Linked DNA regions of Macaca mulatta: region 2 is linked to region 1. The links are chromatin contacts, called in public Hi-C maps. All regions are on one chromosome and are shown on one strand. The core of a region is the stretch at or near the end of the contact, and the rest is flanking DNA. Distances in the headings are between cores, read along the strand shown. Region 1 holds the start of LRCH3 (leucine rich repeats and calponin homology domain containing 3). Region 2 holds the start of RUBCN (rubicon autophagy regulator).

Region 1 (3,434 bases), core at 412-2,911:
AAAAATTGACTGGACGCGGTAGCTCACGCCTGTAATCCCACACTTTGGGAGGCCGAGGCAGGCGAAATCACCTGAGGTCAGGAGTTCGAGACCAGCGTGGCCAACATGGTGAAATCCCGTCTCTACTAAAAATCCAAAAATTAGCCGGGTATGGTGGCGGGCGCCTGTAGTCCCAGCTACTCGGGGAGCTGAGGTGGGAGGATCACCTGAGCCCGGGAGGCAGAGGTTGCAATGAGCCGAGATTGTGTCATTCCACTCCAGCCTGGGCCACAAGAGCAAGATACCGTCTCAAAACACACACACACACACACACATATATATATATATATATATATACACACACATATATATATACACATACACATACATACACACACACACAAAATTAGCTGGGCGTGGTGGCGCGTGCCCGTAGTCCCAGCTACTCGGGAGGCTGAGGTGGAGGCTGCGGTGAGCAGTGATGACCCTCACCGCAAACATGATGAACAACAACTCAGGCACCAGACACTGTTCCCTACAACTAAGAAAGCCAATAATACCTACTTTCTTATCCTCTTTCCTGTTTTCGAAAACATACATAACACGAAGTAATGCTTTAAAAAGGAATAGCAAGCATAGATATGTTAGACTATCTTTTCTAAGGAGCTTTCTTCAACTTTTATTTTGGAGGACATGAGGAGTGGGAGAGGAAACTCAAGGGAGTCGGAAGGTGGGTTCTGGCTATTTTTACAAGTATATTTTGTAAGTCAACTAGATGGAGGCGAAGAAAAGTTCCAGCGTTCGGGTTCACTTTAAACACACCCCCGCAACACTTCTTTCGGGTTCAAACACACACGCTCCCCAAAACTTATTTCGGGTTCAAACACACACACCCCGCAACACTTCTTTCGGGTTCAAACCCACACACCCAACACTTCTTTCGGGTTCACTTTAAACACACACCCCCAACACTTCTTTCGGAAAACCGCCAGGGCTGAGACCGACCCTCCCCGGACAACGCAGCCCGCCCGGAGGCAGCCCTGCTGCTCGGATCTCTGAGCAGCTCCATCCGGCACCCCGAATCCGAAAGGGCCTGCAGGAACCGGGGCGGGGCACGCGTCCACCCTCCGCCGCTGCAGAAGTTGAGTTTCCTCAGAAAGACTAAGAAACCATCCATCAATCACTCCGGCGCCCTTCCCCGAGATGCCGCCGCCCGCCGCCTCTCCCCAGGCTCGGGGCTGGCGCAGGCCCGCGGGGCTGGGCCGTCGGCTTCTCCCCGTTACCCGGGTCCGGACCCGGCGCCTACAGGACGAGCTCCCGTAACTCCCCGCACCCGCCTCCCCGGCCGGGGCGGCTCCCGGCGCCCGGTCTCCCGCGGGCAGAGGCGCCCCCGCCCCGCTCACCCGCCCGGGTGGTGTCCGTCAGGTCGTGGTTGGCCGCTCCCCGGGGAAACTCCCTCAGTTTCCGGCCGCTCAGGCTCAGCACCCCGGTGACCGCCGCCTCCTCCAGGGCTCGATCGAGAGAGCGGCTCCACGAGCCCGGGCCAGAACCGGGGCCTGCCCCGGAGCTTGGGCCGCAGTGAACACCGGGGAGGTTGCCTCCCGACGCTACGGTGCCAGAGTACTCGGCCGCCGCGGCCACCGCGACCAAGCCCGCGGCCGCCATTTCCCAGCCGACAACACTGGGCCCTCAGCTCGGCGCATGCGCGGCCGGACCGCTGGGTGGGCGGAGAAAGGGGCTCCCGGACCCCGCCGGTTCCCGTGACGGGCAGCACCGCGGTGCCCCCCGGCGCAGCCGGGCCTTGCCCCCGCCCACATGGCGAGCTTTTCAAGGGGAATTAAAACGGACTCACAAATCCGGAGCAGCCCCTACTCTACCCTGCCAGGGGCATTTCTAAAATGCCTCTACAAAAACATCTTCCAGACAACGCTCCGCATCAAAACTTCTCCGCCTTGCTCCCTCAGTAGTGGAGGATTAGGCTAAGCATTAAATTAAGTTTGTTTTTTTTTTTTTTTTTTGAGACGGAGTCTCGTTCTGTCGCCCAGGCTGGAGTGCAGTGGCGTGATCTCGGCTCACTGCAAGCTCCGCTCCCCGGGTTCAAGCGATTCCCCTGCCTCAGCCTCCCGAGTAGCTGGGACTACAGGTGCCCGCCACCTCGCCCGGCTAGTTTTTGTATTTTTAGTAGAGACGGGGGTTTCATCATGTTGGCCAGGCTGGTCTCGATCTTCTGACCTCGTGATCCGCTCGCCTCTGCCTCCCAAAGTGCTGGGATTACAGGCGTGAGCCACCGCGCCCGGCCAGGATCCTTTCTTAACACTGTTGCTGCAGAAACTTGGATGGTGAGAGGAGAGGACCCTCTGAGATACGACCTAAACCGTTTCCCAACTTCATTGTATTACCAGATGATCTAAGTCGAGATTTGATGGACTTAACTATGGTTGCTGGAGAGAAAACAAACATGTGCTAATTGGGCTCAAAATTCTCATTAAAAACGTTATATAAATACTTTATATCATCCATCCCTTTTATAAAATAGCTCTTCTTAATGAAAATACAAGAAATATCTTCAATAGTACTTGTCCTTTTGGCAAGATTTTATTGTTGTTGGATAAAGCAAGATTAGAATAGTATTAAAATCTAAAATCTTGGTCTGGAGCCAAAACTGAGGAACAGAAAATGATCTGACCATAATCTAAATGTGGGAATTAAAGGTAGAACCGAAGATACTCCAAATTGAAACCACTCAAGTAATGAAAGAATGGAAAATGCTTCATTTAAAACCAATTAGACCTCACTTGTATTGCAACCAGTCTCTAGCACATTCTTCAGTCTGTTTTACTGAAGAAGCCATTTCTGCTGTATGACGTAAACTTTACCAACAGTCAATCAGCTAGTATTTACTATGGAAATAGAAGAGGCTGTCAGATACAATCCTTTTCCTGGAGGATTGCAATCTAATTATGGAACCCAGACAGGCCAATTAGAGAATGAGCCCAAAAAAGGGCTAAGAGTGATGGGGCTTACTTACGAGTTCAGAGAAAACTGTATCATGGATAAATTAGGTTTTGAATTAAACCTGAAGGATTATGAAGTAGGACCAACTGGAAGGTGAGACTGGAAGATGGATCAGCATGAACGCATCCAGATACGACTTATAGTGGTAACATGTGGAGGATATAAAGACCACAGATCAGAAAGTTCGGGTCAGAGAGCAAAAGAAAAATAAGGATGAGAGATCCTCTCATTCAAGCCCCAACTCTTCAATGACACCTCAATTGGCATGAATTGCTAAATGCTAGAAGGTATAAAAATGTTTAATCCCAGTGCCAAAGTTGATTAGTTAAAAGAGCTGCCCAGAGAGCTGTTCTATAAACTCTCAACACATTCTAGTTACTTCAGCAACAAGTTCCATGATACATAATATGTTATGAGCGTGGGTCACAATGGTGGGTGAC
Region 2 (3,434 bases), core at 317-2,816, 60 kb after region 1:
GCCAGCCACTGGGTGCGCGTAGTCCACGAGCGCGGCCTGGGATTGGAGGGCGCCGCCTGCCGGAGCGGCCTGGGATTGGAGGGCGCCGCCTGGGATTGGACGGCGCCGCCTGCGGGAGCGGCCTGGGGTTGGAGGCCGCCGCCTGGGATTGGAGGGCGCCGCCTGCCGGAGCAGCCTGGGATTGGAGGCCGCCGTCTGGGATTGGAGGGCGCCGCCTGCCGGAGCAGCCTGGGATTGGAGGGCACCGCCTGGGATTGGAGGGCGCCGCCTGCGGGAGCGGCCTGGGATTGGAGGCCGCCGCCTGGGATTGGAGGTCGCCGCCTGGGATTGGAGGGCGCCGCCTGCGGGAGCGGCCTGGGATTGGAGGGCGCCGCCTGCGGGAGCAGCCTGGGATTGGAGGGCGCCGCCTGCCGGAGCGGCCTGGGATTGGAGGGCGCCGCCTGCCGGAGCAGCCTGGGATTGGAGGGCGCCGCCTGGGATTGGAGGGCGCCGCCTGCGGGAGCGGCCTGGGATTGGAGGGCGCCGCCTGCGGGAGCAGCCTGGGATTGGAGGGCGCTGCCTGGGATTGGAGGGCGCCGCCTGCCGGAGCGGCCTGGGGTTGGAGGGCGCCGCCTGGGATTGGAGGGCGCCGCCTGCGGGAGCGGCCTGGGATTGGAGGGCGCCGCCTGGGATTGGAGGGCGCCGCCTGCGGGAGCGGCCTGGGATTGGAGGGCGCCGCCTGCGGGAGCGGCCTGGGATTGGAGGCCGCCGCCTGGGATTGGAGGGCGCCGCCTGCCGGAGCAGCCTGGGATTGGAGGGCGCCGCCTGGGATTGGAGGGCGCCACCTGCGGGAGCGGCCTGGGGTTGGAGGGCGCCGCCTGCGGGAGGGGCCTGGGGTTGGAGAGTGCGGCCTGCGGGAGCCGCCTGGGGTTGGAGGAGCGCGGTCTGCGAGCGCGGCCTGGGATTGGAGGGCGCGGCCTGCGAGCGCGGCCTGGGATTGGAGGCCGCGGCCTGCGAGCGCGGCCTGGGATTGGAGGGCGCGGCCTGCGGGAGGGGCCTGGGATTGGAGGGCGCCGCCTGCGGGAGCGGCCTGGGATTGGAGGGCGCCGCCTGCGGGAGCGGCCTGGGGTTGGAGGGTGCGGCCTGCGGGAGCCGCCTGGGGTTGGAGGAGCGCGGTCTGCGAGCGGGGCCTGGGATTGGAGGGCGCGGCCTGCGAGCGCGGCCTGGGATTGGAGGGCGCCGCCTGCGGGAGCGGCCTGGGGTTGGAGGGCGCCGCCTGGGATTGGAGGGCGCGGCCTGCGGGAGGGGCCTGGGATTGGAGGGTGCGGCCTGCGGGAGCCGCCTGGGGTTGGAGGAGCGCGGCCTGGGATTGGAGGGCGCGACCTGGGATTGGAGGGCGCGGCCTGGGATTGGAGGGCGCGGCCTGCGGGAGGGGCCTGGGATTGGAGGGCACCGCCTGCAGGAGCGGCCTGGGATTGGAGGGCGCGGCCTGCGGGAGCGGCCTGGGATTGGAGGGCGCGGCCTGCGGGAGCGGCCTGGTCTCGAAGGGCTTGCCGGGAGCTGTAGTCCCCGGAGCCGGAAGTGGGGGTGGCCGGGATAGAAGCCGCAACCCAGGCGGCTGTCTCTGCCGCCGCTGCCACCGCCCGTGTGTAGCGCATCACCCGGAGCCCACCGGCCGTGGGTGCCTCCTCCGGCCCCAGGGGCCCCCGGGAGCCCTGAAGGGCGAAGCGGCGGGGGCGCCTCTCTTGGGCGAAGAGGCGGCCTCGCCGCCCCGGATGCGGCCGGAGGGCGCGGGAATGGAGCTCCGAGGCGGCGAGGAGCGCCTGGCTGAGGAGAGCAGGTGGGCTGGGAGCGGCCGCGGAGTCGGGGCAGCGACAGGCGCCGGAGCCCCGGGAGGCTTGGGAGGGCGCGGGGCCGAGGAGAGAAGGGCCGGGCGCGACGAGTGTTGAGGACGACGGCTGCGGAGGACTTGTTTGGGGAGCATTTCGAAGAGGACGGGCGGGCGGGGCGGGGATGGGACGAAGGCGGGCGGGTGGGATTTGCGGAGGGCCGGGGGAGCAGAGGAGGGGGAAGCTCAGAGCCCAGACTGCTGGAGGGGAGGCGGCCGCCGAGAGCGACGGCGAAGAGGCCGGAGGGGCTGCAGCGCGGTGAGGGAGGCGTCACAGGCCGGAGTCCGCGGACAGGGCCGGGCGCCACCCTGCCTGAAACTTGCCGTGGCTGCAAGTGGGGCCGACGTGAAGAGGAGGGCGCGGTGAGAAGTCCCGGGAGCGGAGACGAAGCGTCGTGAGCGGCTTAGGAGGAAGCTGAGGCGGAGTGAGCGCGGGGAGGAAGGCGACGAGAGCCCGGGGAGAAAGGGCGCGAGTGTCATGGCGGTGCGGCGGGGGTGGGGGCTGCCCACGGGACCCGAAACTCTGCACTTTGTCATTGGCGAATCGCTGTCGGAGTGGCAGGACCTCTGTGTCATTTCCTTTCGTCTTCAGACCTGTCACTTCTTCCTCACAGTGCAAACTAAGCAAGTTCACGTGTATTTATATGGAGCCGTTGTCAGAGAGTTCATGTCTTCTAGAAATTGGGGGATATAAAATAGAAAAACCACTTTGGACCGGGTGCGGTGCCTCACCCCTGTAATTCCAGCACTTTGGGGGAGACCGCGGCGGGCCGCTTGAGTCCAGGAGTTTGAGACCAGCCTGGGCAACCTAGGGAGACCCCCGTCTCCACAAAAATACAGAAATTAGCTGGGCGTAGTGGTGCTCAGCTGTGGTCCCAGCTACTCGGGAGGCTGAGGTGAGAGGATCGCCCGAGTCCAACAAGTCGAGGCTACATTGAGCCGAGATCGCACCACCACACTCCAGCCTGGGCCACAGAGGAAAACCCTGTCTTCAGAAAACAAAAAACCGAAAAAACACCAAACTGCTTTGAGTAAATGATGAATCGGAGTCTGTAGAGATGATTTCCACATTTAGGGTTTGCTTCATTAATAACTCTGGTCTTAATCTTTTAAAGAGACTGGAATGCTGACAGGCGAGAGCAGGAATGTGGCATGAGGGAGTCATACTTGACATTTATTGTTTTATTTTTTGAGAGAGGGTCTCACCCTGTCCCCCAGGCTGGAGTTTCAGTGCCGTGAACAAGGCTCACTGCAGCCTCCAACTCTTGGGCTCAAGCGATTCTGCTATCTCAGCTTCCCAAGTAGCTGGGATTATAGGTGCCAGCTACCACACCTGGCTAATTTTAAAAACTTTTTTTGTAGAGACAGGCTGTCACCATATTGCCCAGGCTGGTCTCTAACTCTTGCGCTCAAGCGATTCTCCCCCACCTCGGCCTCCCGAAGTGCTGGAATTACAGGTGTGAGCCACCAGGCCTGACCTCGCTTGACATTTAGAAACAGTTTCAGATATAATGATGGTCTCAGGAGCAGCTGGGGTCCAAAAACTAGAAGCAGAATATTTACCTCT

Evidence for each region. Hi-C and Micro-C count contacts between places; a contact is called where the count stands out from the background.
Region 2: a contact with region 1 is called in a Hi-C map of fetal cortex germinal zone, with 2.5 times the contacts expected there. The contact joins the promoter of RUBCN here to the promoter of LRCH3 in region 1. A contact is called at or near these places in 2 of 14 Hi-C or Micro-C datasets (fetal cortex germinal zone and liver).

Annotation. Positions count from the first base shown.
Region 1 is chr2:1,146,691-1,150,124 of T2T-MMU8v2.0, forward strand. LRCH3 (leucine rich repeats and calponin homology domain containing 3) reads right to left here and starts at 1,662. Exons shown (of 21, transcript XM_077991048.1): 1 at 1,383-1,662. The coding sequence starts at 1,644.
Region 2 is chr2:1,206,629-1,210,062 of T2T-MMU8v2.0, forward strand. RUBCN (rubicon autophagy regulator) reads left to right here and starts at 1,567. Exons shown (of 21, transcript XR_013413447.1): 1 at 1,567-1,819. It also overlaps a transcript of FYTTD1 not described here.